Regions from separate parts of the Danio rerio genome. Here region 1 is linked to region 2. Evidence: chromatin contacts called from public HiChIP or PLAC-seq data. All regions are on one chromosome and are shown on one strand. The core of a region is the stretch at or near the end of the contact, and the rest is flanking DNA. Distances in the headings are between cores, read along the strand shown. Region 1 holds the start of pcdh19 (protocadherin 19). Region 2 overlaps diaph2 (diaphanous-related formin 2).

Region 1 (2,700 bases), core at 20-2,519, 870 kb after region 2:
TTTGCTTGGTGATGAGCAGTCCGGCAGGGCTCAGATTAACCCATCGTGGCTCGGAATTGGAGATAACCCGCAAATAAGGCTGTCGGTTTCCAAGTGCAAAACCCGCAACTTTTGCGTCCGCCGTTACGTTGGCTATCTTTGTGCCTGCACGCAGCTCTTCCTCCACGGTGTATTTCAAATTGAACACGGCATCGACTCCAGTCCAGCACAAGAGAAAGCACACAAACATTTGTACGAAATCCATGTCCTTGGAATGCATTGTACCTGTTGATGTCTGTCTTCACGCGCTCATTTGCATGATCGTTTATTAACATTTAAACCTATGCACATTCGATACGACGTAAAAAAAGCTCCAAAAAGTCAAACGAACAAAATCACAGTCTGGCAGATATCCTTTAAAATGATCGAAAATGTTTATATCTGCGGTGAAATTCATTTGACTTACTGATTACGCAGTGGATAACTTCCATTTACTTTATCGACATCTTATCAGGCCACCCATGTCTTGCACTATTTGTGAAGAAAATGTGAAGAAAACTGGAGAATGTTTCTTCATCTAACGAATGAGACAACATTGTGAATGGAAAACATGGCTTCAACGTGAACATTTGGGTAATTCACGGAAACCGAGATGTATACCGACCATTTTGAGCCAGTGAAAGAAAATATTCAGTACTAATGTGGGCTAAATGTCCACTTGAAGGTCCTCAACTTGTGAATGAATAAAAGAAGGGATCCAGTTTTAAAATATTTGCTCTTGGTATCATGATTCGTGACGAAAACTTAAATTAAAATTAAATTAAAACATCGTTCATGCCAAATCAATCCATATAAAGATGTGAAGTTAGAATGTTTCCTCCTTGATCCGCATTTCTGTCCATGCGCTCATATCCAACTGACTGAAACCAGAGATTCCAATTGAAGAAAGAAAAAAACAAATAGTCCAATTTTTGTGACTGGAGCAACGAAGATAACCCAGTATTAACCAAATATCAGTCCGCAATTCATTGATATTCCCAGTCGAGCAAAAGGTGTGCGCCTTGTCCACTGAAGATTTCGTAAATGTCTTGTATGAAGGTGTTTCAGCTGGCCTTAGTCCAGAATGAATGAAACTAAATCCGTATAAAACACTGAAAAAAGATCAGTGAAGACAAATAAAGCATTGGTAAGTGCAGCTGAGCTCGACTCGCCGTAAAAAAGCGTCCGGTCTGAAATATCCAGCCTCTGGATGAAGCGAAATAGTTCTTGATATAGTTGTTAAATGTGGCTCACTGAGGTAAACGCACGGCGCGCATCTTCAGCGCATACTGTCGAATGCACAGCTCAGTGTCTCGCGCTCAGTCTCAGGACCCGCAATCCCCACAGCCAATCAGAGGTTACACTGGAGAGCTGGATTTGCTGGTGGGTGGGGCAAAACTACAGCTATGAACTCGGCCAACTAGCTCCAGTTCATACAACGCACGGTGTATGTTTTCTGTTCTGCTTACGCCTGGACATAACGTATGTCATTTTGCGATTGAGGAATTTCGAAAGGGAATTAATTTCCTTAAGATATTTTTCGGGGCAATTTTACGCTAGTCAGATAGTGTATTTTTTTAACAGAGCATTACACTCATATACTTAAACACATTGTAATAAAAATCACAGCTTTACTAGGCTTTTATTTAACATTTCCACTGATATAGTGACTTAATTAGCCTATAGTTGTTATGGTTTTCTTTATAAACTTTTTAGATTTATGTTTCGGATATAAATTAGTTTTATAATTAGCCCATGTTGGCTTAAAGAAACGGTAGCTTAATATTAATTCTAATCAAAAACTTGTTTATTAAAACTTGTATATTAGTATTTTGGCATGTAAGAGTCAGCGACTCTTGGTAGTTTTTTTAGACTAATCAATATATTCATAACAAATTAACTTGACATTTCCCTAATTAAAAGTCTCATCTCATTTGCATAAAGCTTGTCAGACTTTTATTTATTTTTTATATCAGTCGTAATACTGAAAAATCTGTTTAATTTATTTATATATTTATTTATCAAATCCGTCGCAGATTTAATAAGATGTATTATGGGTGCTGCACGTTTTGAGCTTGGAGCACTCACACAGTGATTGAATCTGTTCACTTATTAGCAGCATTTGCCGTGTTAAGAAATATTAAATGCCACAGAATATGAATGGGAGCATGAACACCTTTTCTAGTGGGGCTAGAAAATGATAACGTTGGAATCTGCACTAATTGCGAATCTTTCAGGCAGCTGCCTTTCGTTCCCATCCCTGATGACGACCCCGACATATCAATGACTCCCCCCACCATCTTTCTCTCTCTCTCTCTCTCTCTCTCTCTCTCTCTCTCTCTGCGCATGTTTGTGTGTCTGTAAGAGAGAGTAAAATGATTTAAAATAATTTAAGTATGAGAGAGGCAATATAAAAAATGTTAGGCATTTTTTTACTACAGTTATTATTAATATAACTACTAGCAATTATGGTTGTAATCGTTGTTATGTATGAACGTTCATTAATCTGTATACCTGTATACATATAGATTATTTAAATTCCTCACTATATATATATTTGCCTCAACCACGCAGAGAGTCAAGAGTCATGTGCACACATGACAGCATGTTGAGGGCAAACCGTGTTTAAAGTCACAAGGCTGACACCTAGCGGCCGCCACCACTTTCACCTAATATTAAAAC
Region 2 (2,700 bases), core at 89-2,588:
TTATGCATTAATTAGTTTATAACGTTAACAATATCTTTGGGAGTGAAGTGGCTGGTATTTAAATGTTTCTGATATATCACTTCACGTTTAGTGCAGGCAGTTATATTCTTGTCATCGGAATCTTACCACATACTAGCTTAGTTAGGTCAATCTAGACATTTCCACCCACTGCACCGCTCAGTATGGTGTCAGTTCCTTTTACTTACTGTAGTAGCTAGATATTTACAATGGCTGTCCCTTAAAATAAACATCACACATGTTCTGTTGAATGAACCAGCCAACATAACAACATCCAAACTAAGGACACTGTTGTTGATTATTTTTTATTTTTTGCTTTTTCAGAAGAAAAAAATGTTCTGAAGAATATCAGCAAAGCATTTTATTTTGGAGTAAACATATAGATTTTTCAGATTGCTTCACTAATGTTAGGTTAGTTCAACACTTCAAGCTGGGTTTCTTATCCAAATCACACGTCACTTTTAAAAAAATATATATTTTCAATATTTTGTGAACCTTTTTAAATGGCCTATTTGAAAGTTAGAACTAATGTGGCTAACATTGTCTTCGTCTCTGACTGTATTCACAGAGACCAGATCTATGTCAACAGATTCATCCCTCACAGTTAGCATAATTCATAAATGCACATTTACTACATATGTTTTCTGTAAATATAATGCTTAATAATTGTGTTATTATTTACTTACAAAGGTCAGCACATTGAAACAGAGCAGTAACATGCTAATCGATTATATATAAAAAAAAAATTAAAAAATCACTAAACATTCATAAATTTCCTGTTACATCATTATATATAGTCATATAATAACATTTCCCTCTTTGTTCTCTACCATTTATGACATTTTAAATGTGTGAGACTTATTTTGTTGTTCATGCAGCATCATAATAGCATATAAATTCTCCGCCCTCTTCCAGAAAGCTGCAGTTCATTTATATTTAAAGGGACACAAACACAAAACTGTGTTTTGGCACAATAGGGACACAACTGACAAACACTATTACATGATCTGTTAGTTTATTTTGAGTTATATTTTCACAGACACATGCTAGGGACAAAGAGATTTATTTTACATCTTCTGAAATAGGTCATAAAATGTCCCCTTTAAAGCAATCATAAGTGATGCAGTTTTGGCCATGCATTCAATGCCTGAAAAATATTTCCCAGCAGAGACCAAATCAACCACTAAACACAACCTACACAACCAAAGAATATATCTGCATCACAATGCATATGTTCGAGTTACTGTAAGCCTGGAAATTCAGTAGAACGGAGGCTTCAGGCGTGACCTCTTCAATGTTCAGCCAGTAGGGGGCACTCAGAGCTCAGTAACTTTGCAGCTGTGATGCATTGTAAGGATGGGGGAGCAGCTCTTTTGTGCGTCTTCTGCATGTTGCACCAGCCGTCCTCACACAAGACTCTACTTAATATTAGCCCCTTCCTTCCAGGGAATGTAAACATCACCGAGAGAGTAATTTATAGTTGACGACAGGCACAAATGCTTCTAAACGACAAGTCAACTGTTAGATTGAGAATCAATTACGTGTCATTTTAGTTCTCTCTTTTTTTGGCCTTTTTCCATAAGTATTAATTTTCACACATTTGATGTCCCTTGAGAGGGTGTGTATTTCAATACCAGGGGCGATGCGGTCTTTGGCTGGTAATGGTGTCTGTCAGGACTGCTTTAACATTTTCCCTGGAGTGCGCGCTGCCTCACCGTTGTGTAACGTTAGATGTCGTTCTGAAGATTAAATGAGTTTGCCGATGGATTTTTGTCAGTTTCTTTATGCAAAGGGACTGCTCGCAAACAAACTGCGGAGGAAAGGTCAACGGTGCTCGTTCAGATCCCATTGCTGTAATTTCTGTCTCAGTCTGACAAACAGAAAGTGTATATAAACAATAATGGTTTGGCTAAAACATATTTGTATTTATTTTGATATACAACTGTTTATCTGTGCTCTCAGAAAGAATGAAAGCTTTATTAATAATAATAATAATAATAATAATAATAATAATAATAATAATAATAATAATTCTTATTATTATAAATAATACATATTAAGCGAACTATATGCAAACATTAATGCATTTATATTTTAATGACAATTAAATGTTTCAATTTACTACAGCAATTGTTTTTGTACATTTTATAATAAACAATTCATTCATACTTTCATTTTACTTCGGCTTAGTCCCTTTATTCATCAGGAATTTCCACAGTGGAATGAACCGCCAACTATTCCAACATGTCACATTGCAGATGCTCTTCCAGCTGCAACCCAGTACTGGGAAACACCCATACACTCTCACATTCACACACATACACTACGGCCAATTTAGTCTTTTTTAATTCACCTATAGCGCATGTCTTTGAACTGTGGGGGAAACCAGAGCACCCAGAGAAAACCCATGCCAACATGGGGAGAACATGCAAACTCCACACTGAAATGCTTACTGACCCAGCCAGGACTCAAACCAGCGACCTTATTGCTGTGAGGCTACAGTCCCAACCACTGAGCCACCGTATCGCCCTATAATAAACAATAAATAATGTAAATATATATATATATATATATTTAAAAAGCAATAAAAAGATATAGGAGTTTGTTACACTGTAAAACATGTCATTTCCTGTTGCCAGCAGGTAGTGCTATAACTGTAACTGGAAATTGGCGTGTGATCGT

What was found. HiChIP or PLAC-seq counts read pairs in DNA pulled down with a chosen protein or histone mark.
Region 1: an H3K4me3 HiChIP or PLAC-seq map of embryo shows a contact between it and region 2, with 17 times the contacts expected there. The contact joins the promoter of pcdh19 here to the enhancer-like site in region 2. A contact is called at or near these places in 5 of 18 Hi-C or Micro-C datasets (caudal fin, embryo, hematopoietic stem cells and 1 more) and 2 of 4 datasets of contacts at active chromatin or transcription factors (caudal fin and embryo).

What each region holds. Positions count from the first base shown.
Region 1 is chr14:44,988,990-44,991,689 of GRCz12tu, forward strand. It overlaps pcdh19 (protocadherin 19), which reads right to left and starts at 1,270. Exons shown (of 5, transcript NM_001127519.2): 1 at 1-1,270. The coding sequence starts at 259.
Region 2 is chr14:44,117,028-44,119,727 of GRCz12tu, forward strand. All of the region lies in intron 17 of diaph2 (diaphanous-related formin 2), which reads left to right. Among named protein-coding and RNA genes, the nearest start is that of diaph2, 290 kb to the left of the region's middle. Within about 2 kb of position 1,339, at least 4 of the 62 cell types and tissues checked have an H3K27ac peak or open chromatin away from gene starts, as enhancers often do.